Regions from separate parts of the Mus musculus genome. Here all the other regions are linked to region 6. Evidence: chromatin contacts called from public HiChIP or PLAC-seq and promoter capture Hi-C data. All regions are on one chromosome and are shown on one strand. Each heading gives the region's core, a stretch centred on a gene start, on an enhancer-like site or on the middle of the called end of the contact. The rest is flanking DNA. Distances are from core to core; before and after follow the strand shown.

The links. Promoter capture Hi-C pulls out the DNA fragments that hold promoters and counts their contacts. HiChIP or PLAC-seq counts read pairs in DNA pulled down with a chosen protein or histone mark.
Region 1: a contact with region 6 is called in an H3K4me3 HiChIP or PLAC-seq map of embryonic forebrain, with 8 times the contacts expected there. The contact joins the promoter of Grin2b here to the promoter of Hebp1 in region 6. A contact is called at or near these places in 7 of 39 promoter capture datasets (the 3T3-L1 cell line, embryonic stem cells, frontonasal cranial neural crest and 4 more), 1 of 484 Hi-C or Micro-C datasets (cerebral cortex) and 2 of 115 datasets of contacts at active chromatin or transcription factors (SST interneurons and embryonic forebrain).
Region 2: a contact with region 6 is called in a promoter capture Hi-C map of liver, with 2.0 times the contacts expected there. The contact joins the promoter of Arhgdib here to the promoter of Hebp1 in region 6. A contact is called at or near these places in 2 of 39 promoter capture datasets (liver and pre-B cells).
Region 3: a promoter capture Hi-C map of 3T3-L1-derived adipocytes shows a contact between it and region 6, with 5 times the contacts expected there. The contact joins the promoter of Atf7ip here to the promoter of Hebp1 in region 6. A contact is called at or near these places in 5 of 39 promoter capture datasets (the 3T3-L1 cell line, 3T3-L1-derived adipocytes, hippocampal neurons and 2 more), 1 of 484 Hi-C or Micro-C datasets (cardiomyocytes), 2 of 115 datasets of contacts at active chromatin or transcription factors (embryonic fibroblasts and stem cell-derived neural progenitor cells) and 1 of 9 other capture datasets (embryonic stem cells).
Region 4: an H3K27ac HiChIP or PLAC-seq map of microglia shows a contact between it and region 6, with 7 times the contacts expected there. The contact joins the promoter of Wbp11 here to the promoter of Hebp1 in region 6. A contact is called at or near these places in 3 of 39 promoter capture datasets (hippocampal neurons, liver and pre-B cells), 4 of 115 datasets of contacts at active chromatin or transcription factors (astrocytes, embryonic stem cells, extraembryonic endoderm stem cells and 1 more) and 1 of 9 other capture datasets (adipose tissue).
Region 5: a promoter capture Hi-C map of pre-B cells shows a contact between it and region 6, with 2.0 times the contacts expected there. The contact joins the promoter of Plbd1 here to the promoter of Hebp1 in region 6. A contact is called at or near these places in 2 of 39 promoter capture datasets (liver and pre-B cells).

Annotation. Positions count from the first base shown.
Region 1 is chr6:136,171,956-136,176,205 of GRCm38.p6, forward strand. Grin2b (glutamate receptor, ionotropic, NMDA2B (epsilon 2)) reads right to left here and starts at 1,590. Exons shown (of 15, transcript NM_001363750.1): 1 at 1,518-1,590; 2 at 910-982. It overlaps Gm26653 (a long non-coding RNA gene), which reads left to right and starts at 1,073. Exons shown (of 3, transcript XR_378074.4): 1 at 1,073-1,154; 2 at 1,899-2,019; 3 at 2,545-3,755.
Region 2 is chr6:136,939,662-136,943,356 of GRCm38.p6, forward strand. It overlaps Arhgdib (Rho, GDP dissociation inhibitor (GDI) beta), which reads right to left and starts at 2,095. Exons shown (of 6, transcript NM_007486.5): 1 at 1,990-2,095.
Region 3 is chr6:136,516,664-136,520,562 of GRCm38.p6, forward strand. It overlaps Atf7ip (activating transcription factor 7 interacting protein), which reads left to right and starts at 2,188. Exons shown (of 15, transcript NM_019426.2): 1 at 2,188-2,300. Gm44140 (a long non-coding RNA gene) reads right to left here and starts at 2,090. Exons shown (of 4, transcript XR_001785394.2): 1 at 1,935-2,090; 2 at 1,786-1,829.
Region 4 is chr6:136,825,838-136,829,976 of GRCm38.p6, forward strand. Wbp11 (WW domain binding protein 11) reads right to left here and starts at 2,379. Exons shown (of 12, transcript NM_021714.4): 1 at 2,183-2,379; 2 at 164-272. The coding sequence starts at 227. BC049715 (cDNA sequence BC049715) reads left to right here and starts at 3,006. Exons shown (of 3, transcript NM_178776.3): 1 at 3,006-3,232. It overlaps Smco3 (single-pass membrane protein with coiled-coil domains 3), which reads right to left. Exons shown (of 2, transcript NM_001039558.2): 2 at 4,094-4,139.
Region 5 is chr6:136,660,059-136,663,751 of GRCm38.p6, forward strand. Plbd1 (phospholipase B domain containing 1) reads right to left here and starts at 1,835. Exons shown (of 11, transcript NM_025806.2): 1 at 1,504-1,835. The coding sequence starts at 1,621.
Region 6 is chr6:135,166,946-135,170,607 of GRCm38.p6, forward strand. It overlaps Hebp1 (heme binding protein 1), which reads right to left and starts at 1,270. Exons shown (of 4, transcript NM_013546.3): 1 at 1,075-1,270. The coding sequence starts at 1,152.

The DNA of each region.
Region 1 (4,250 bases), core at 340-2,839, 1.0 Mb after region 6:
AAAAAAAATATAGATATCTCTATACCAAGTCGTTATAAGGAAAGGGGGAGGAAACCCTGCATTTCCCACAGAGTACACACCAGAGGAATTGAAAACAGCTGGCACCAATCTATAAATAATTCCGAAAAGGTCTGCCTATGCCGTTCCTGGGACAGGCATGGATGAAAGGTGAGAAAAGCCAACCTGAATGGAAGAGAGGGAAGAGGGAAGTGGAAAGCAAGGAGGAAGGCAGGGAGAGGAGGCTCCACACAGCAGTTCACACTCACACACACGCGCGCGCGCGCGCATGCACGCACACCATCCCCACTTAACTCGCCAGTGAGTGCGGCCCCCAGCCCCATCTGCAATGCTGCTGACACGTCTGGCTCGCTCTCCTCATCTCCTCCAGCAGCGGAGCCTCCTCCCACCCCGGGCTCGTGCTCAATGGGTTCTGATTGTGCACCGGCCGCACACTGGGCATTTCTTGGATGGGGCACACTGACACGCGCGTACACACGCCCCCGACGCGCACGCGCCCCCGCGCGCACTCACACTCACCCCCGCGCACACTCACGCCGCCGGCGCGCTGATGTGCAGCGCACCGGGCTGCACCTGCAGCCAGAGGATTGGACTGGAGGGTCGCAGCGCGTGGCTCCCGCCTCTGGCACCGCTGCCCAGCCTCTCCCCTAGAAGGGATTAACCACCTCAGAAAGACCAAAGGCAGTCCTGTCCCCTTCCCCCTCCCCAAAAATATCCTTTTGTTTAAAAGGAAAAATAAAAAACCATCCAAAATAGCAAGTGCCCGGTGCTGCTGGATTGGAAAGCTGTACCCAATACCAGGTTGGTTAGCAGTGCCAAGGCTTCGAGCCTTTATCTGCCTGATTTCTCCAAACCCTCAAAATTGAGACTCCAAAGCGGGCATTTACGTACCGGTTCTGCACCTCCGAGGTGGCAGTCTCCGGAGAGGGGTGGCGGGTGTCGAGGGTTTGAGACGTTTTCTTTCCTGCAAAGCAGGATAAATGGATCAGTCTCCTGGGTTGGGAAGTTCACTACGACTCTTTGCAGAGCAGAAGGAAATGTATTCGGATGCCAGCTCCGCTGGATGCCGGGGATAGAAAGGCAGCTTGACCCGAGAAGCGCTTCTCCATAGAGCCAAGCCCCGAGATTTCCTAGAGGTGAAGGAACCCAAGGAAGTGGTGCTGGAAAGGGGGTGGGGGAGGACCTTCCTTTCTCAAAAAGGGGGGGGGGGAGTGGAGAGGCAAGAGAGCCCAGATTCCAGTTGGTGGTGATGGGAGCCGGGGGAGGGGAAGCGGGCGGGGGCAAGTCAAGCGTTCGGCAGCAGGAGAGGAAGAGCAGGGGAGGAGGGGGAGAGTAAGAAAAATGGGTATTAATCACCGGCGACGCGGGGAGGGCGGGGACATCAAAGGTCCTGGTCTTGATTTGGGTCTCACACCCAGGAACGTGCCACTCAAGCGCGCGCTCGCGCGCGCACACCACACACACACACACACACACACACACACACACACACACCCTACCTCTCACACAGGAGGTTCAGGAGGAGAAACCCAAGAGGCAGGGTGTGTGTGCACGCGCGTCCTCTTGCTCTCCACCCCCCACCCCTCCCCACTCCCAAACCCCCTCCATCACCCCCTCACTCCCACTGCTAAGACTCTTGGCTGAGGCTGCTTCTCACGTCATGAGCTGGGGGAAGTGGGGTAGCCAGGGGGTGGGAAAAGCTTAACCCGAGGCCGTGGTGCCTCCTCCTGGCAGCAAGAAGGAATAGCAGCGAGATGGGGCGGCTTAAGGGAGAGGGGAAACAGTGGCCACCTTGGACCACCGCGCAGGGCTGTGCACCTCAACCCGAAGGCCATGCTGCAGACTGACACTGAAACCACTCCCCTGGTTCCATTCAGCAGTCTCTGCTTAGTACCTGCTTTCCGGGTGCAGAGTGCAACTTGATGACAGGATTCTTGTCTTCAGGGAGCTTGAGATCTGTCTTCAGTGCAGGAAATTGACAGTTAAACAATAGGGAAGCAGGTAAATGTAATTAAAAGGCTGAATTGTACAGCAGTGTGTGTGTGTGTGTGTGTGTGTGTGTGTGTGTGTGTGTGTGTATGTGTGTATGTGTGTGTATGTGTGTATATGTGTGTGTGTATGTGTGTGTGTATGTGTGTGTGTATGTGTGTGTATATGTGTGTATGTGTGTGTATGTGTGTGTGTATATGTGTGTATGTGTGTATATGTGTGTGTGTGTGAGTGTGTGTGATATTTTCCGGCTGCTGGGAAAGATTTGAGGACTTTGGGGTTCTTTTTTAAGTGGATTGCGTTATTTAAAGATCTCAAGCAAAAATGATAGACAAACGAATGTTTCCCATATGAAATGATTTTACAGCACTGACTAACCCAGCTTCTCTAAAACGGAAAATAGCAGCCATTTCTCTCCCTCTTGAGCTGTTTTATGTTTTGGGAGTCCTTGTGATCACTTGTAGTATTATCTATTCTTCAATATTAATATCCTTGTAGATACATCCTTGTTATTCTCACCCATTGTCTCTGTTACAGTGGAGGTGAACTTTTATGGCAGTAAAACAACGGGCTTCTCACTCACCAACCTGGGAGAATGTGACCGGAACACACAGGGATCGGTCCCATTCCAAGCAGCCTGGAACTCCGGTCTACGGGCCAATGCGCACTGGCCTCTAGTCCAGTCAGCACCAGGAACACCTCAGGCGGGTTCTCCACAGCAGTGTTTTTTCCCGTTCCCTGAACTTTGTCAGGCTAATTCTTGGCATCTAATGTTTTCACGACACACAGAGGAGAACACAAATATCGCGTATTCAAAAGCAATACCGTGTGCCTCTCTGTGACCATTCCCATTCTTTCCCGAGACAAAGTGAGGTTGCGCATCTACTCCTTTGGGAAAGTGTGGAATGTGGTCACTGCTCTCTGCTGGATGCACACAATGGCCGACTGGACCCAATCATGTGCATGTTCTAGTGACTGGAACAAAGGCAGATGCCCTAAGCCAGGACACAGTGAAGCACGCTGCCCTTGCTCTTACAGTAATGTTTTCTTTTTTTCTTTTGAAATGAGATCTACACCCACTTAGGCACCCTTGTGGGTTGACTGGTAACCTACTATTCTAAATATGGCTATCTTTTACGTTTCACCTCGTGGGCCACCCTTCCCTCCCGATGCCCTTTTCCAAAACTTGCATACTACTCTTATTTGTTTTCATTTCTCCTGTTGCCCAAACCTAACATTTCCATTTCAGTCTATCCACTTTCCCTAGCAGAGAGCAAAGAAGGAACACACATCTCCTCTGCCCGTGGCGCAGTCCACGGTGCTCTCCTTTGGGAGTCTAATTCCAGGTCGTTTTCATCATCCAAGCCTGAATTGATTTCTGTAAGCATTTCAAGGATTTGATAGTGAGAGGTGGCATCTGGCCATCTCACTCTCCGAGTCTACCTGTTCTGTGTAGAGATGCAGAGCATGGTTCACTCCGCTGACTTTCACAGTGACTGAAAGATATCTCGTGCGTAGATCATCCCGGTATGTAACATATTAACATCAGCACGGTGGAGAAAGAGCTGACCAGTCAGAAGAAAAAAAAAAAAACATCCCTGAGCCATCTGCGTTATGCCATACAGTACTATTGGCAATTCAATCATGATAGTCTCAATCACACAAAGGAACCATTATTGACCTATAATAAAAAGGCAATTTCATGAAACTCAATGGAGAATTGTATCCTTCAGTGTCTTTCCTGTCTTCCCAACCAGCTGCTTAGTTCCTTGTATGAAATTATTTTTTCTGAGAATTTCTTACATGAGTATACAGTACTTGGTAACATCCCCAGGCCTCCCTGCCCACTCTTTCATGGACTCAGTGATTCTTGGGTTTTTCTGAGGCTTCTGACCTGCTTAGTTGTTCTGATGACAGGACTAAGACATCTTAGGAAGCACAGAGCTAAATGAGAAGTGCTATCCTTCCTCCACGGCATACATTCCCTGGACCCGAGGGCTTCTCTCCCTGATTCTCAGACTTGTGACACCCACCTCTTATTTCTTCCCTTTTCTTTTGGGACTGAGTTGAGCCCAGGGCTCTTCACATGCTGGGCAAGTGCCCCAGCACTAGGCTATATCCCAAGCCCCATTCCTACTTTTTATTTTGAAACAGTCTCACTATGTCACCCAGGCTGCACTTGAACCCACATACACTCACGTAGCTCAGGAAAACCTTCTCTGAGCTTGGTGTCCTGACTAACT
Region 2 (3,695 bases), core at 845-3,344, 1.8 Mb after region 6:
TTTCACAAATACCACTTTAAATAATCTTAAAAGACAGCTGCACTCTGGAAGCCATGACTAGGCAAAAAACTAGACACAGTCACCAAGGTTCTAAATTAATGTGAGACGTCAAAGACAATTTCATGGACACTCGAACTTAGATTATTAGACCCCCGAGGAATCCCCTGTGGAGTTTTAGTCAGCTTGGGTTGAGGAAACCAGAATATTATCAATAAAGGGCAACCTGGTAAGATCTTATTGTATGGATGAAAGTACCAGTGATTTTTCAGGAGCAATCAAGACCCGAGGCCTGCAAAACTCTACCTGGGACTCAACCCACCATCCACCAATGTAGTCCATCTCAGCAGCGAGGCTGCTGTGCAAACAAAGACATTCCACATGTGGGATTAGAGAAATCTTCTTCCACAGACAATGTCTAAGGCTATCAACTCTTTTACTGTACCACTATATGAACTGCTGAACACTTCCTTAATATTCTTCTCCATTCTCTCAGTATGAAAATCGTGAGTTTCTCAATACCAGGCTTGGCACACCAGAGGGCTCTGAGCCAACCCTGGCTGTCTTTTCTCTCTGCTTAGTTTTCACCCCACAGGGCTTCTTCTCCCTTCCTGTTAGCTCAAGTTTGTCACGGATCATATTCCCGTAAATTCCCCTCAGAGTAACTCTGCTGTTCTGAGCTTCCAGTGGAAACCAAACTGTGCGCGGCTGAGCAAAGCCTGTCTCCCTGGGACAGACCCACACTCTCCAAAATGGTGAAGGACCAAATTCCGAGGGCAAGAAGATGCCCATGAGGTTTAGGCCGGCTAGTCATGGTTGTTTCTCACTGGCAGAGTGTGGGCCACGTGGAAGGAGAGTTGATCATGTTCTATCAGAAACCTGAAGGACTCACAAAAGAATAAGCTCATTTTGTCAGTAAACTTGCACTGTGTTTGAAACGGGCAGGGGTACACTCTTAGAAATGCCACAGAGAGAAATGGCACCTGTTGGTGACAAATTCCCAGCCAGCAGGTCACCGCTGATCTCTTCTTGAGTTCTCATGTGGGGAACCCAGTGTGCTAAGCCTGACTTCAGAAGGCTCTTAGTGTCTTTGTGAAGGGGTGGTTTGGGGGCCTTCCTGTAAGAGTCTGACTCCCTCACCGCCTAGTGAAAAACTACTCAGAGCTTCTCAGACCCATGCTACAGTTACCCAAAATGGGGCATTTAGCACTTGCTGACTGGAAAACCTGAGAAAGAGAGGAGAGCATACCAAGTGATGCCTAGAGCCCTTCTAGCAAGGCCAAAGTTCAGACCACGACAGCTGGAAGGCCCACCGACCACGTTTATAGCTGGGCCCACGCAGACTCTCCTAGTGCCTCTCCCACAGTTTTCTCCACATCTTCTGGGTCTGCATCAGTTCCCCTTGATGTGGAGGGCTGCTTTGTTTTTTGGCAGTCACAGTGAATATCTTCCTGCCCAGCCCACTGCAGGAATTTAATTCCCCTGGTTTTTGCTAAGGGCTTAGCATTTGACAGCTCTGCACCATATTTTCTCTCCTTTCAAACAGTCTCTTTAAAGTGTGCTCAAAAACAGGAAACCACACATCTCCACCCCAGCACAAGCCGCCATCCACAGCACAGTCAGTATCAGAGGTAGGGTTTTCCTTTTCCTGAGCGCAGCCAAATTCCAGCTCCTGCCTAGCAAGGAAACCACCCAGTGCTGCCCCCCACTCCGCCCCCATTCCAGGTATCCCCAGAGCCCTTCTCTAGAACATTCTGGTAGCAGGGTACTCTCTCCTACCTCCTTCAGCTTGTCTCCCCTTCTCAGGGCTGACTTCCCCTTTTCTGCTCCAGCAATCTCTTTAGCACTTTCTTATCATGAAGTTCGGTTTAAAGAACCGCCCTTCCTAAGAACAGCAACAGCTCCTCTGGCAAGGGCAGTAGGGTGGTTCTGAGATTTCCTACAGGACTCTGCGCCCACCTGCAGCCTCCCCACCTCAGGCATTCAACTTACATTCCAGGCTCCAGTCGGCCCTGTGTCTCTGGAGGTTACCTCTGTCTCTCAACTCTGACTGAGGACTGGCAGAACAGGAAGGAAGTTGAGAGAGAGAGAGAGAGAGAGAGAGAGAGAGAGAGAGAGAGAGAGAGAGAAGAGGAAAAAATGTTTTAAACCTACTTGACAAGGAAACCCTGGGCTGTCTCGATATCCTGCTCTGCCTATCTTCCGATCAGCCGTCTGAGCAGCATTCTTGACAATTAATGACACATGTGGAGCAAACCAGCCCATGTGACATAGATGCATGAGTGTGCATGCTGGGGGAGGGTCCCTGTAGCTGTGTGTGCTTTCAATGACTGGGTGTGCGTGTCTAAAAGCCATAATCTCGGGGAGAGACATAGGGCCCCTAAACAGAAGTAATAGGCTTTATTGTGTACTACAAACTTCTGCTCCTCTAAGGCTCCTGTCAGCTTTCTTTTATTTATAATTCATTTATTTATAGTAAGACAACTTGCTGGTAGGAAATGAGGAGTAGAAATTATGAATGTTAAATGTATATACTGGGTGCTCAATTTAAATAATTTGTCTTCAGACAGAGGGTTTTTTTTTTGAGCTTTATTTATTGGTCCTCATTTGAAGATGTTGCTGTGTATTATTGCACCACAAGCCTTCAAACGAAATAAACAAAAGTAAAAACAAAAGCAAGAACAAACACTGTTGGTTATATCTAGGAATGTAGATTGTAAATGCAGCTTCATTAATTCCTCATCTAACGCAGAAATCTGTGACAATCACATGGATGCTAAAATTGACTTTGCAGCTATTTGAGGAGTGGCTTGTGAATAAATTTAAATGAGAACAAGCTGCCAACACTGTGTGCAGTCCCGTTGGAGACAGGGCTGCGGTGTCTGCGTTTCGATGCTTTCTCTAACTTGCTCCTAAGCTGCGGTCAACAAGGCATGCTCGTTTATACTAACATTTCAATAATCAGTATTTGTATTAATATGCGTAGTGACTGCTACCTCAACCAAGGCACTTGGGGAAAATGGCACTTTTCCTCTCTTCATCCAAATAGGCTGCATGCTCTTCAGTTATTTTGAACGTCGCTGTGAGTTGTGTCTGGTGCTGAGATGTATTCAAATGCTAAGTACTGGCCACCAAGATCTGGTTGTCCCCCAACATCTTCAGTAGACCAAGTGATGCTATGTAAATCTCATTCCCCAATTGAAAACTATTGGCTAGATAAAAGTGGTTACAGCCAATTACCAGGTAGAATAGAGGCAAGTGGGTTTTCAGTTACCAGGATGAGGGTCGCAGGTAGGGACCATGGGAAAAAAGAGAGAAGGAGAGGAAGAAGAGAGGACGAGGAAGGAGAAAGGAAAGAAAGAAAACAGGAGGTCTCCATTAGACATGATGAACCAGGAGTATGTGGCCGTGAAATGCCCCGCCCACCAGGATAGACTGATGGAGCAGAAATAACCTGGGATGTGTGTGGGGGGCGATGGGGGAAGACTCAAACATCAACTACTTGTGGAATCACAGTTTGGAAAGTAGATAGTCCAGTGTATAGAAAAATAGATTAGATGTGACCCCACCCACCCACCCAATAATTGTGCTAAGCTGATTAAATAAACTCATAGGACTTTGCCTTGATTATTTGGGGGCTGTCTGAGTCATATTAATAGACAATAGAATTTAATAAAATTAATTGAGAGACTACATTA
Region 3 (3,899 bases), core at 938-3,437, 1.4 Mb after region 6:
TCATTGTCCTGGTTGTTCAGAACTGGCTGCTCTTCTGGAGAACTTAGGTTTGATTCGCCAAGACTGACATGGAGGCTCACCTGGGTGACAGCATGAGGCAGCACAACCTTGCCCAGCTCTGACATACATCTCTTGTGTGTTGGTCCTGAGGAAACACTTCCCACAAGATTTCACCTCAATGATGTGGGGGCAGTCCATCGGCCACTGTCCCGGAAGAACAAAGTTCTGGTCTCTTGTTTATCACAGCTGGTTCTTCAGCTCGAGCTCATTTTAAACCACAGATTCTTCACACAAATGGCCTGGTAGAGTCTTTGCTTCCCTCTGAAACGTCACAAGCTGGGCCACTGTCGTCTGCACTGCTCTCAACATTCTTGTCTCTCTAGTTTCTACGTAACAGGTCCCTGAGTTCTCCACACTCCATGGCTTTAGTACAATGTCCTACCAATCTGCCTCTAATCAACATGCCCAGGTCTGTCACAGGAATTCTGGGGCTGGAGCAGGAACATGGAGCTGATGTTTTCTTCCTTTTCTTCTTTCTTTCCTTCCTTTCCTCTTCCACCTTTCTTTTCCTTTCTCTTCTGTTTCCTTCCTTCCTTCTTTTATTTATTTATTTATTTTTTTTGAGTCAAGGTTTCTCTGTGTAGTCAAGGATGTCTTAGAACTCACTCTGTAGACCAGGCTGGCTTAACCTCACAGAGACAGGCTTACTTACTGCTGCCACCCAAGTGTGGGTGGCACCACACTCAGCTGGGTGTTTCCCCTTTCAAGGCCTCTTGTTAGATTAAGTCAAGTCTATTCTAGATATTCTCTCTTTCAACTCAAAATCAATCTAGAATCTTAAATACATCTATTAAAAACACTTACCTTTTTCCTTTTCCCTTTTTTGGAAACAGGGTTTCTCTATATAGCCCTGGGTATCCTGAAACTAGATCTGTAAACCAGGCTGGCCTTCAAGTCTTAGATTTGCCTGGACACTGTATCACATTTTATGACCCCAGAAGTTGTTTCTTGAATTTCAATTTCCTTGGGTTTGCCTGTTTAATGTCCTAGTTGAATTGTCAAGTACAGGACAATAATGAAAGCTGTGAGCTTCTTTGGAGAGAGAGTCTCAAGCTCTAGATGATCTGGGAGCATGTGGCCCCAGGTTGTCCTTGTTCTCTCAAGACCTGCCTCATCTCCCTGAGTGCTTCTGGGAATTGAGCCACAGCTGCCCATGGGAGTGTAGATTTCCTCAGCACTGACAGCTACTTAACTTTTTGATTGGTTAAGTTACTATTGAACAAATACTTAAAGGGAGAAAATTAAGTTTAAGGGATTCCACCTAATATTATTTTTCTGGCTCTTACTGATTTACAAAACATATTTAGAATCTTTTCTTCATTCTAGCTTCTCTCAATTTGTCGGAACAGTGATTACTGTCTCTATTTAAGCGACACGTGAATTTATGAGGTGTGAAGGCATGATTGGTACTGCTTGCTCTCTTACAGGATATCCCCCCAAAAGATGTTCATCTCCACATCTTGATGATTAACACAATTAACTTAGTGAACTTTAAGTGATACCTGTAACACTTTGACAGAGTTTGAGGCCGATAGATTTCAAATTCCAGACCAGTGTGGGCTACGTGGCAAGTTCAATGGCTAGACTGAGTTAAACTGCACGAATCTTCATCAACAAAACAAAACAAAAAGATAAAAATTAAAAAAAATTTTTTTTTCGAATAAATTACCGTACTCTAGGTTCTCTAGACTTATGGAAAAATCTTTTCGCTTTTTAAACACCTACTTTTTTTTTTCTCAAGTCTCATGGAGGGGTGGCCACTGAGGAATCTCCATGCAAAAAAAAAAATAAAAAAATTAAAAAAAAAACAAAAAAAACCCCAATCACCTCCAGGATAAAAAAGAAAAGAGCCAACCGGAAAAAAAAAAAATCACCTCCGGATGCGATCGAAAAGACGGCAGCGCCACCACCGCAGACGGGCTACAATTTCAAGGCAGGAGGCGTGGCCAAAAATCCCTCATTCAAATAAAAAACCAGGAGATTTGCATGGAGAATAGGCATCGCGCACGTTCATTGGCCGATCGCTCAGTGGGTGGAGTACATAGTGTGCCCACGAAGCTCCGCCCCCATCTATTTGCATAACGGCCCCGGCGCGTGCTGGGGAGAAGCGGGTTTGTTTTTGAATCTGCGGTGGCGGCGAGTGGAGCGCACGGCTGAGACGGCAGCGTCCGGGACGGCTGCACGGGACGGCTGCGTAGGAAGGAACTCGGGTCCCAGGCTCTCACCTCCCGCCCCCGAAGGTATACGCGAGTGCCAGGGGCTGTTCTAACCACTGTCGGAGAAATGACTATTGTATTTCGGAAGAGTCAAGACCGCATTATGGCGGCTGCGGGAGTTGAGTGTGCGCCTGCGCGGTTGCGAAGCTGCGGGCGGGCGCTGCATGGGAGCACGTGATCGCGTGGGGTCGGGCTCTAGCTGCAGTTGAGCAGCTGGCCGGGCGGTGGCTGCGCAGGCGCAATATTCATTTTCAAGAGCTAATGTTCTTGTTGGACGCCATTTGGGTTCTAGATTTAATTTTCTCATTCTCGAGGGGGTTTCGTCTCGTGCTTCTTCTTTTCACATTTTCCGAGGAAAACGTTTCTCTCGTGTCTTACACCTACCCGCACCTTAAAATCCTTTATTTCTCTCACGGTTTCACCGGTGCAGACTTGATATTTTGGTACAAATTGCCTCTTGTGGTTCTCGATTATAATTTCGCGTTTAGTTAGGTATTTCTGGATTCGCGTTCCATTTAGGGAGATAAGATCGGCACCTAGTGGTGCTCTCGGGGGAAGTGCATTTACTTCAGCTGCACTTTTGTAAATACATTTTTAACCCTGTTTTTACCGGTTCGCTTTTGGATGTGCAATGTTTACAAAATAGAAACTTTTATTTTTGATTTGTTTGAGAGGACAAGAAAAGGATGTACAAGTTAAGTTGAAATCTCAATTTTCTCAGGTATTACATCTTTATTATTTTTTTTTTTAAAAAGGAACATTTCATCCAAAGTCAATGAAGTTTTAATCCAAACACTTGAGTCTTTCATGTTTTTAGTTTTACTGTTTCTTCAGTTAGAGAAATGTTAAAGAAAATTAGTGAACACGATTTCTCATTATTTTGGGATGACGTATAAGCTATTATATCATTTTTTGATGAAGAATTTTACAAATATTACAAGTTCTATTGAGGTCCTTATTTAAGGGAATCAATTAAACATTTTGAGTTTTTGAAAAAAATATGTGCACTGTAGTATATGTGTATAATGTACACTTTAAATATGTTTTAGGTGTATATGTCCTGGTTTTAGTTTCTTAAAATAACTATGGGTGTGCTACTGATTAAAGTTGTGATGCCACTAAATTTCAGTTGTATGTAGCACAATTAGGTCAGTTGTATGTAGCACATTGGGTCAGTATACGTATAATTTAATATAATTTTCTTATTCTACCCGTTGTTTCTTACTAGTCTAAAAACTTGTGTTTTCATAAACATCTGTCATTCATATGTATAGTTGCTTTTTTGGTTGCTTATGTAACCCAAGTTTAAATCAGTCTGTTGTCAAATTAAGTGCTGTTATAATGTCGATTGGTTTGGGCTATCTCTATTACCCGAAACAAATACTCTTAGAAATAATAGGATATAATTGAAAGGAACATTTTGGGCTGTTTTTTTTTTTTTTTTTTTTTTTTTTTTTTTTTTTTTAAATGCTGTGACATATGCCCTGGAATGGAAGGACGGGGAAGGAAGTCTTCTCCTCCTGTAGCTAGCAGGTCTAAAGTTGATGTAATGGGAATCTTGAGCCTCTGCTGTCTTGTACCAGGAATGAAGGCAGTTCTGCCTTTTTGAGACTTTGATGCTTC
Region 4 (4,139 bases), core at 1,129-3,628, 1.7 Mb after region 6:
AGGAGAAATGTGTTAAGCAGCTTACACTCTCAACATTCTAACCATGAGTCCATTTTAAGAATTCTACATGACCTCACACACCCCACTCTACCAACGCTGAACTTAGGCCACCATGAAAGAGTCTGCCAGTTTTAACCCTTCTACTTCTTCCTTCCGTACTTACGGGCTTGGTCTGTGGGGTTCATAAACTTCCCACTCTTGGTGGAGGATGTTGATCTTCGTCCCATGGTGACAATTTATATGATTTACTTCTTCATTAAAAAAAAAAAAAACTGGAAAGAAAAGATATAAAGAACTCAGTTTTGCTGTATGTGTAAAAAGACTTCCTTTTACGAATTTGCATCAATTTCTGTAAAGAAATATCCCTTTGGTTCTCTACTTGTAAGACCGTGCTCTTTAATTTTGAATGAAGCATCCAAGAAATTATTTCTTTACCTTTCTTTTTTTTTTTTTTTTTTTTTTTTTTCGAGACAGGGTTTCTCTGTATAGCTAGCCCTGGCTGTCCTGGAACTCACTCTGTAGACCAGGCTGGCCTCGAACTCAGAAATCCGCCTGCCTCTGCCTCCCAAGTGCTGGGATTAAAGGCGTGCGCCACCACGCCCGGCTTTCTTTACCTTTCTTGACCACAAAGAAAAGGCTAGTATCTGTACTAGTCAACACAGTGAGAATATCATTAACTACTCAAAAGTTTAACCCTTTCCTATGGATTATATAGTGCTGTTAACTGAATAAAGAAATCAACAAGAACTTTGCACTTATAATGCTATTGTTTGGAATATAGACTGAGCCATATGAGACGATCTCAAAACAAACCAAAACCAATTGAGAAATATTCTAACAATGCAATGCAAACCCTGAGGACATCTTTCCGACCTGTATAAGGGGATATGAAACAGGAGTGGAGATAATGAATCTGGGTTAAAGACAAATACATGCTCTTTACTTTCTCCTTAGACTGCTCATTCCACACGCCAGATGGCAAAATGCAATCCATTCAAACATATTTATCTTGATTTAATACCAAATCAAATGATTTATGACTCTCAAACAAAAGAAATAAAAAATGAAGTATTAGAACTCCTCAAACTTAACATTAAAGTATATTCTTACTAGCACATATGACTCCTGATTTATGTATTTTGAGGGAATTAAAAGTGGTAGTCACGGTAGGGAAATATTTTAAGGCCAGGCTTTCATTATTATCACTTCTTTCTCTTCCATTCCAAATGAATGAAACTTCCAAAAATTAGCCTTGCCCATAGTAAAAAAAGGAACAAATATTTCCTGTTCAAAGTGTGCGACACTTTCCTACAGGCTACATCTCCTGTGGCTCCCCCTTTAAGCATTAAACAAATCTACTTTCTTTCTACATTAGGAAAGGGAAGATCCCGAGGTAAATTTGAGACTCTAATTCCCTTGGCTCCTTAGGTGGGACTCTGTAAGTTGTTTTAGTTAATGCTTTTTTTCATCAAGCGTTCAGCTGGCCGGCTCCCTGCTGCTTCCCAGATATTTCAGAACTGATCGGTGTCGATTATGTCATTACAGATGTTTCTCTATCAGAAAGCAGAAGGGGCAGGAGTTTGGGAAGAAGGGAAGAGAAGGGTACTGACTATAGGGAACTACAAAAAGGCACGGATACAACAAATTCTATTTTTGATCTTTTCTTTAGTGTTTCCCTTCTTAAACCAGCCTCGGGCTCTCGTTTTGACGCCATCCCATCACACACACCTAAAAACCAATCAGCTACGAGTCAAGGAGAATTTTTACAAGACCATAGTGCCTCTGCCTGCAAACGTTGGCAGAGACAAGGTCAAAAGACCATGGGAACCCAGGCAGCACAAACGCAACCCGACCGGTCCGGTCCGGTCCGGGTCCACTCCAGGAGGCCTCACAGCAACTGCCGAAACCATAGCGACGGTTGATAGCGACTCGAGCGGCTAGACGTCAGCCCGCCGCCACCGGTCGCCGCACTCGGGCGGTGGGTCTGACCCGGCGGGAGATCCCGCCCGAGAACCCGTCGGACGCAGTGCCAGGCCGGCCCCGAGCCCTGAAACCCGAGGCTCCCGCCACCCCGGGCCCAGCGGAGGAAGAGCGCGGCCTCTGGGCCTGGTGTTTCAGAGAAGGCTTCGCAGGCCCCGGGGAGGGTCGCGGAAAACGGAGCACCGAGTCCCCACGCACTCACACGACTGCGAGGCTCCCGGGACGGCGAGAGCAGCTAGCGGGCGGTCCCGGAGGACTCTCTGCGAAGGGGCCTTCACCTCTGCCCCTCGGTCAACCACCCGGGAACCGCCATCTTGAAACCTCGCGCCCCTCCGCCAGCTCACGTCACTTCCTGTTCCCGCTGGCCGCGATCTCACCGCGTTGCCAGGCACTGGGCCCATAGAGCGAATACAACAACTTCAGAGCCAGAGGTACTTCCGCTCTCATTCACTATCCGATTGGATAACTATAGGCCAAGAGACCCGCCTCATTCCAGAGTATTGTAGATTGACACTAATATAACCCAATAGAAATAAAAAGTAAGGAAGCTGCTATTTGATTGGCCAATTGTTCTCAGAATTCTGACGCATTTCCGCAACTGCTTCTCTCTGGGGACACACTAGGTAGCGGTATGCGTACGCTTCTGTGTCGGCCATTGGATCTGTGTTAGTTGTCGTGTGTAAATGGATGCTGTTTTTCAGGAATGCTTCCATAGAAAACAAGTTAGGTAATAACACTGGGCACCGAGTCTAAGGTGCTCAGCAAACATCAGCCCTCTAAACCTACAGCATGTGATGAACTGAACAAATAGTTCCTAGGGGAGACTCATAAATCTACACGAAAATGTATATTTTAAAAGAGAAACGGTACATTTGTCGATTTTCCAGAGGAGAAGTTATTACATAACACTTCAAATGAACTTTGCATCAACCCAAACTCCTTTATGATGTCATTGCACACTCTAGATTTATCTGAAGTCTTCCTTTGAGGGTTCTCTAGAGTCACAGAACTTGTGGATAGTCTCTATATAGAAAGGGACTTTGTTATGATGACTTACGGTCTGTAGTCCACCTCCCCAACAATGGTCAGCTGTGAATGGGAAGTCCAAGGATCTAGGAGTTGCTCAGTCCCACCAGGCTAGTAGATTCCAACTGATGGGCTGGCAAGTAAATGCAAGCAGAGGAGGAAGAGAAAAACTTCCATCTTCCAATGTCTTATAGATCTCCAGAAGAAGGTGTGGTTCAGATTAAAGGTGTGTACCGCCACGCCTGGATCTGGGCCTTGTACTCAGAGATCTTACCTTACTCTCCTGGGGATACATAGCCACTATGCCTCAAGATTTCCATGCCAAGATCAAGGTCAGAAACTTGTATTTCCCAGCCTCAAGATCTGGATCACAGGTGAACCTTCCAATTCTGGATTGTGGTTTGTTCTAGATATAGCTGATAACCAGAAATAGCTATTATATTTCCCTTCTACATCCCCATTCCTTAAGACTCCTCCCCATCCTTTCCCCTTAAAGGTAAGCATTTAAAACGAAATCTTCATAAAGTGTGAACTTGGTCTGTCTCGAAAAAAAACCAAAAAGCAAAACAAAACAACAAAAAACCAAAAACAAAAAAACACAAATCAAAAAACCAAAAACACCCTCACACTTGGTTATTTTTCAACTTAGTTTCAGCATCCTTAACAGAAAAGGTCCTAAGGGAATTTTTGACATCAAGTACTTTGAAAGAACTGATTGAGGTGTATATTAATTTTTAGGATGTTGTAGATAGGCACTAATGTTACAATGAATTAATAACCAATAGAACATTTACAATTTATATTAAAACAAATGTGTTCCCTAACAATGTAACATCAGTACCATACTAAAACTACCTTTGACTTAGTGGGAAAAAAAATAAGTATTCAATAAATAATCTGGGCTGGCCACCATCTCCCTATCCCTCTGTCTCATTGTTTAGATGGATTGAATTACAGTTAGAAGCCTTGATGCCTGGGAATGTCATTAATTCTTGTTTTGATTACTCTTTGAGTGTCAGTAATAGCAAGACCTATTAGTTCATAAAATAAAAACCAGGTAATAAATTTAGAAAGTGACACAAATTGTGATATTTTGAAACTAATTTATAAAACCAGTGATAACATAGAAATTA
Region 5 (3,693 bases), core at 585-3,084, 1.5 Mb after region 6:
GACTTGGGCGTGTATCAGGGTGAATCGTCTCCCTGAGATCTGATCACAGCTGGCATGATGCAAATACTGACTTCTGGAGTTTAGCCCTGCCTGCCTAGAGGAAGAACCAGTTTTACCAAGGAATGGGCTACATTTTGAGTCTCACGGAGGTCGGCTCATCTCTCTCTTACCAGGGCAAAGGAGGAACAGTTAGGACACAGCCTACTAAGCTCACAGTACGGAGCTAGGTTCCTTTGGGAGCCCTGGGAGATAGCAATGCCTCTGCTTTTTTACGATTTAAATTTTGGGTAATCTACTGGCAGGTTGAGGAAGCTTCAATACAGTACAAATAACATACTGATAAGAGGGAGAAAGGACATCCCATCTGTTTCAAATAGACACTGCAGGCAGGCATCCTTAGCTGTCCTCAAAGCTGTCATGTGGAGGAGCCTTTCAGGATTGCTGGCCATGGTAAGGAACCAGCAGCTTTTCTGGACTAAAGGGTGTGTGTGTGTGTGTGTGTGTGTGTGTGTGTGTGTGTGTGTGAGCGTGAGCGCTCATGTGGCGGGGGTAGGGAGGGATGACCAAAGAACATACAGCTAAATCAGGGGAGACATCAGGCACTTCCGGACCCTTCTCATCCCACAAGCCTGTGCCCACTGGGAAGTTTCCAGACATGAGTGGAGCAGGCTTTGAAAGCAAACACTTCCAAATGGCAAGGGTGCGGGTACTCGTTGAGAGACGGTAACGAGAAAAATCAGCGACTTTTGAAAGGGGACACTGCCCGCGTCCCTTCCTATTCTTGAATGGGTCAAACAAGGAGACGATTACGAAATCAGTCGTCCTCTCTGAATTTGACTTTTAGAATCTTCCAAGTCTACGCATCCCACAATTCATTTTGGTCTTGTTACAAATGGAAGGGTGAGACTGGAAGGACACCTGTTGAGGCCTGTTTTTTCTGAAGGGAAGGATTACACCAGTGCCCTCTGGCAACCCAGCTACCTTATCGCTTAGGCAAATTCCTGACTTCCCCCCAGTCGCAGCCTCTGTGCAGTAGAACGGAGACTTTAATCCACTTTAGGATTCTGAGGCCATTCAGAAGAGCTCAGCAGCCTTAAGCTCTGGCCCTGTCCCATATCAAGATGGCATAACCAGTTTGCTATCAGTTCTCTTAAGTCCAAGTCACTTGTCTACTTCTAGAAGCAGAACAAAGGTCAGCTCGAAATCACACCTCAGTCTGATTTGGAAAAATCTCTGGACTGGAGCCTTTTGGACCAGTCGAGGTTGTCCGGGACAAGATATGGGACAGAATTAAGGCCAAAACATTTTACGTTGGAGAGCCCTTGTACCCTCCTTCAATGCCACCGCTGATCCACCTCAGGGCTGGAACGTAACCCGCCAGGCTCCCCACCAAGAAGTACGACCCAAGACGCCCCTAGATGCAAAGCTGTTGGGACTCTGGCCAGCCGCCGGCGTGGGGGTACAGGGCAACGCCCCTAGTCCGCGGGCGGCCGTTCTGCTCACCTGTTGGGTCGCTCTGGCTGGCAGCGCCAGCCGCCCAGGGAGGCTGCAGCAGCAATGGCAGCAGCAGCAGCAGCGGCGATGGCGGCCTGAGGCTCCTGCCAGGGCTGCGGTGGCACATCGCTCCTCCGCTGTGACCTCGGCCTGGTTGGATTAGGTCCCGCTGGCGCCGGCGGTGGCAGCTGTTGCAAGAGCCGCACTTGAGGATGGTAGCAGGGCGCTGCGTTGCAGAGGCCGGGCCGATCTTAACTTTCTTCTGACATTAGTCTTGCCTGCTTGGGCGCTTCACGTGGCCTTGGGAACCAACCTTCGCCCTGCTGAGCCCCAGGCTAGGAGAGGCGGATCCTTTCCGTCTGGTCTGACCCTCCAGCCACCTGTGGGCCAGGCCGGGAAAGTTCTCTGTCGCGCTTTTGGGAAGTGCCGGGGCTGTGCTGCTTTCTCTGGTCGCCTCCTGGAGGGTGGGGCTCAGGGCTAAGGAATCAGTTAAAGGTGGCCTTGGTCCCTGTAGCAGAGGATAAGGAAACCGAGGCAGCAGTGGGTCGCATGCCTCCCCGTAGGTCGGATTCTGTGGCCTTCTGTCTTCTCAGGTCCCTCATCCGTCAGGAATCAGGGCTTCTTGCGCCAGCCTGTCTGACCTCAGGAGCTCAACACCTCCAGACCTTAGCTTTGTGTCTTCATTGGGCGGAGCTGATTCACGCGGGGCTAGAAGCAGATCTACCCCTGAGCTTCCATAGAGACCCATGTCTGGGCAGGACTCGCTGAAGGCAACATTGTGAAGTTGGCCAAGGGTGCCCTAGGTGACATTGTGAAGTAGGCAACAGACTTCAAGCTGACTGAGCTCATCTTTTGCTACTGAACCCAGGCAAGCAAACCACTGTAGCTGGGTTTGTAAAGCGTTCCAGAAGTCGAGGCAGGAGGATTAATGAAAGTCTGAGGACAATTTGGGCTACTGAATGAGACACTGTTTCCAAACACCAAAATATAAAAAATCCAGATAAACAAATAAATATTTTTTAAAAAGTAATGAAGAAGTGCCTTTGTTAGAGGAAGAAATAAATTTGTCATTGCTAGAAATGACACCTGTGAATTATGAAATACAAATCACAATTTCGTTTGGTAATATTCATTTAGTGGAGAAAGAAGCTGCAGGCATTGTAGGGACTGTACATAAAATAAAAACGAAGGTGAACGGTACCTTTGGGTCCTATGGCACGTGGCTAGTGAAGTGTCACCCCAAAAAGTGCAGGTGTGTCTCCATATCCCACTCTGTGACCTCACTGACCCTTCTGATCCAAGGAGACAAGTGTTCAGAGGAGGTGACTCTTTCAGGATGCCTGATGGGGGCTGGGCTCACCCACCTGATGGTTTGCTTGCCGAGTATTTATTGACTTCAGTGTTCCAGGATAGAGCCCTGTATGACACCGGGTCTGTAGAACACCAGACTAGTCGATGAAGTGGTTGGCTTGTTTTGAACGAGCAGTTTAATTGGATTAGACTTTCTTAAACTCAGTACTGTTGAAATTCTGTCCAGTTATGAGTGAGCATATGTGTGTGTCCGTCCGTGTGTGTGAGTGTGTCCTGTGCACTCTGAGGCCTTTAACATCCTTGAAAGTGCCTCCAGACCACGTCCAGTATTCCCCAAGGTAAAAAGTACTAACCTAGCAGAGCACTGTTACAGTAATTTGTGGTACATTTTGACATACTTAAATTGCGTTTTTTAAAAAAGATTTATTTATTTATTATATGTAAGTACACTGTAGCTGTCTTCAAACATTCCAGAAGAGGGAGTCAGATCTCATTAAGGATGGTTGTAAGCCACCATGTGGTTGCTGGGATTTAAACTCACAAGCTTCGGAAGAGCAGTCGGTGCTTTTAACCGCTGAGCCATCTCTCCAGCCCTTAAATTGAGGTTTTTAAACATCCAAAAGAATAGTGACAGCCAACTCTAGGTGAGACGGTCCAAGGATATTGGTTTCAAAATTGCAACTGGAATGAATAGGGCATAAACCAGAGATTTGACAGCCCTAACGGGCTAGCCTCAGCCACCCACCCTGTGACCACTAATCTTAGTTGTCCACTTGACACATCTCAGAAAAAGTAACTGAGGAATTTCCTCCATCAAATTGGACGATAGGCGTGTTGTGAGACACTTGTCTGGTTGCTGATTGTAACCAAAAGGGCCAGTCCTGTGTC
Region 6 (3,662 bases), core at 20-2,519:
TCGTTCGTGTCCCTGCGTGATCAGGGCTTCAATTGCTTGTTCTACACACAACTGAGGAGCCCCTGAGAGGGGGAAGGATGGCTTGACAGAACTCTGGAGGGCTGAGTCTAGACTAAAGTTGAGTTGTGGGCTTTGTGTGAGGTTCAGTGTAGTAGGTTCCAGACCTTGGCCCCCAGGTAACACGGGCCTTTTATCCAGAATCATTATAATAAGAGAGTGTCCTGAGATAAAATATATGTCAGGCTGAGGGAGCAGATGAGTTGCAAAATACTCGGCTTGGTTTGCACAAGGCTCTAGGTTTAATTCCCAATATTAACCAACCAATAATCAAATACATGCCTTCAAGATTATACCCGAGTACCCAAACTCCTAACTTTCATGAAAGCTGACCGGGTGTCCTGATGCCCCTCTGGTGCCGATGCAAATTTGGTAGACCAAGGTGATTAAGTCTCCTCGCTCACTCCATGCATCCAGCACTAGCAGTTGCAACCGTGCAGCTCTGAGCCTTTGCACAGGCACTTGCCTGGGAACTCCCACACAAGCGGAGCTTAGCAGCCCACAGGTTGAAGGGCCCCTTATGGCTCCCTAGCAGATATGCCTGCTGCAACCATGTGTCTCTCACAAAATTGTTCAGAATGTAGCCAGGCGTAGTGGGTCATGCCTGTAGTCCCAACTCTGGGAAGGCTGAAGTGGGAGGAATATTGCGACAGAATTCGAGGCTAATCTAGGTTACACAGCCAGTGTCAGGGTAGCCTGGGACAGAGTGGGTCTCTGCCCTAAGAGGGGGGGGGGGAGTTCAGACGGTTTGGAATGCTTAAATGGACAGATGCACGCAACAGGCAGTGTCCCACTCGCCAAGATGGATCCTTTTCCGCGTCAGTGGTCTGGCTGAGCCAGACTGCTCTTTCCCCTCCTTCCCAGAGCAAGCGCCGGGCAGTACAGGGCGGCCCCAGCCGGAATGCAGCTTCGGTCACAGTCCCACCCATGGCCCCGCGGCACCAGTTTCAGCCCCGGCCAGGGTGGGGACGGCCGCGCAGAGTCCTCCTTCAGGTCCTCTACACCCTGCCGGCCTACCTTGCCCCCGGTGCTTAGAACCTGCCAAGGCCACGTTTCCACGCTCCCGAACAGTGAGTTCCTGATCATGCCCAACATGGTGACGCCGTGGGGTCTGGCCGATCGAGCGTACACTCACTGGCAGTAAGGTCCACAGGGCGAGGGGCAGTAAGCGCGTGAGTAGACAGGCGATTGGGGCGGGGCTGCGGCGGTCTCCGCCCACTGGGCGACACCGGGCGTGGCCTGGGCAGCGTCCCCCAAACTCCACCCACGTGAGCCCAGTCTCCTGGGTGCGGAGCTGGTTCAAGCCTGTAGCACCCCACTTTGTGTATACTTTCCTTAGTCACCCTCTTCCTACCTCACTGCATCTCACAGATGATTAAAAACAAACCGTGTTCGTTCTTTTGTGACAGGGTCCTGCTATGCAGCCTACGCTGGCCTGAGGATCCCTCCGCTTCAGCTTCTGGAGCACTGGGCTTGCAAGTGATCACTGTCACTCCTGGCTTCATCTTCTAAGGGGATGGAAAAGCCACTCTTAACCTTTTTCTTACTGTTTTCTTTTTTAACTTTGTCTTTTTAGTTTGTTGGGCAGGGTCTCAGTGTCCAGGCTGGCCCAGAACTCACTATTGTAAACAGGGTGGCTGGGAACTCTGCTGTCTTCCTGTCTCAGCTTCCTCCGAGCTGAGGATTATGGGAGTGCGTCACCATAACAAGCTCTACAGTGCATTTAAAAATGGTTTTACTTTAAGGTGTGTGCGCGCACACTGGTGCGTTGTATTCCCCTGGGAGCTAGTATCACAGGAGGTCCCAAAGGTGGGTGCTAGGAACAGAACTGAGATCCTCTCTGAAGGCAGTGTGCGTCTTTAAGAGCTGAGCCATCCCTCCAGTCCCAACAGTGTATTAATCACAAGTTTCACACTACTTGCCCAAACAACAGCTCGTTCAGTCCCCTTATAACCTAACCGATTTTGTCAGGATTTATTTTATTTGAGTGTTTGTTTCTTGCCAAGTACTTTGTAAATATTACCTGTACTCTAGTACACTCTAGGATCATTAATATACACACACCACATAATAGTATCACAGATATTATTAGGGTACTAGATACTAAATCTACACACATCACACAGTCCTAGTATCACAGTTGTACATGTACCCATCTTACGGGGGTGGGGAGGTTGAGGGAATGGTGTGAAGATACTGAATAGGAGCAAAATGCATATGCAAATGATATGCAAATGATATATACATAAACTGTCATAGTGAAGCCCATTGCTTTATATGCTATCTGTCCTGGTCAACTTGACACAAACAAGTGTTATTTGAGAAGAGGAACCTCCATCGAGAGCTTGTCTGCATCAGATCACCTGTTAGCCAGTCTGCGGGGGCAATTTCTTGATTAATGACTGAGATGGGAGGTTCCATTCAACTGTGTATGGTATTGCCCCATGGCAGGCAGTTCTGAGTTGTTAAGAAAGTAGGTTGAGCAAGAAGACCTAAGGAGCAAGCCACTAAACAGGACTTCCCCACGGGGTCTGCTTCAGTTCCCACCTCTGGGTCCCTGCCTTAAGTGATGGAATGTGACTGTGTGTCCATTGTGTCCAAGTGTGGAGCATTGTAAGAAAACAATAAACCTTTTCCTCTCAGAGTTGCTTTTGATCATAACAACATATTATTATTAACATAAAATTTTATATATTATATATTAATATTTTACACAATATTGTACATATTATATGTTACATATAATTAATAATAAATTGTTATTGTTATAGTACCAATATAGTGACAAAAGCAGAGGGAGAAAAAGAGGAAGTCTGAATCAAAATAAACAGGTTTTTCAAACCACTGAAAGCTCGTGGTTTATAACCCCCTGACCCCGCAGGAATGGACCCTCTCTTACCCCCTTCATATCTGGCTTCTCTGAAAGGCCACTTCAAATCCTGTGTCTTTATGACCAGTGGAACAGGTTCCTCTTTGTTCTAATGTCCTGCCCATGTGACATTTGTTCGTGCACCTTGAACCTGATGGCTGAAATGGCTTAGGTTGGCTGCTACTGAGCTGTGATCTGAATCGTCCGTTGTGTGTAGCTGCTGTATGTGTATGTGTGTCTCCTTGACAAAGGGAAGTGGAGGCTGAGCTAGGCAGAAGTCTCAGCAATAGTCATAACGATGTCCTCAAGTTTGGTGGGAAGAAATACTCACGTTATTAACTGCGTATGAAAAGAGGGCTTTCCCATAGCTTCATTACAGATTCTTTCATTGGTGTATAATAAGTGGCTGTTTAATTAGTTCATACTTTGTTTCTTGACACTAAAATGCCATTTATATTAAGAGGCACTATTTTTATGTACCATCAAGAAAGAAACAAAATGTTACTGAAGAAAAACTATGTTGGGGCTGGCGAGGTGGCTCAGTGGGTAAGAGTACTGACTGCTCTTATGAAGGTCCTGAGTTCAAATCCCAGCAACCACATGGTGGCTCACAACCACCTGTAATGAGATCTGATGCCTTCTTCTGGTGCATCTGAAGTCAACTACAGTGTGCTTATGTATAATAATAAATAAATCTTTAGGCCAGAGCAAGCAAAGACTGAGCAAGCAGGGCTGA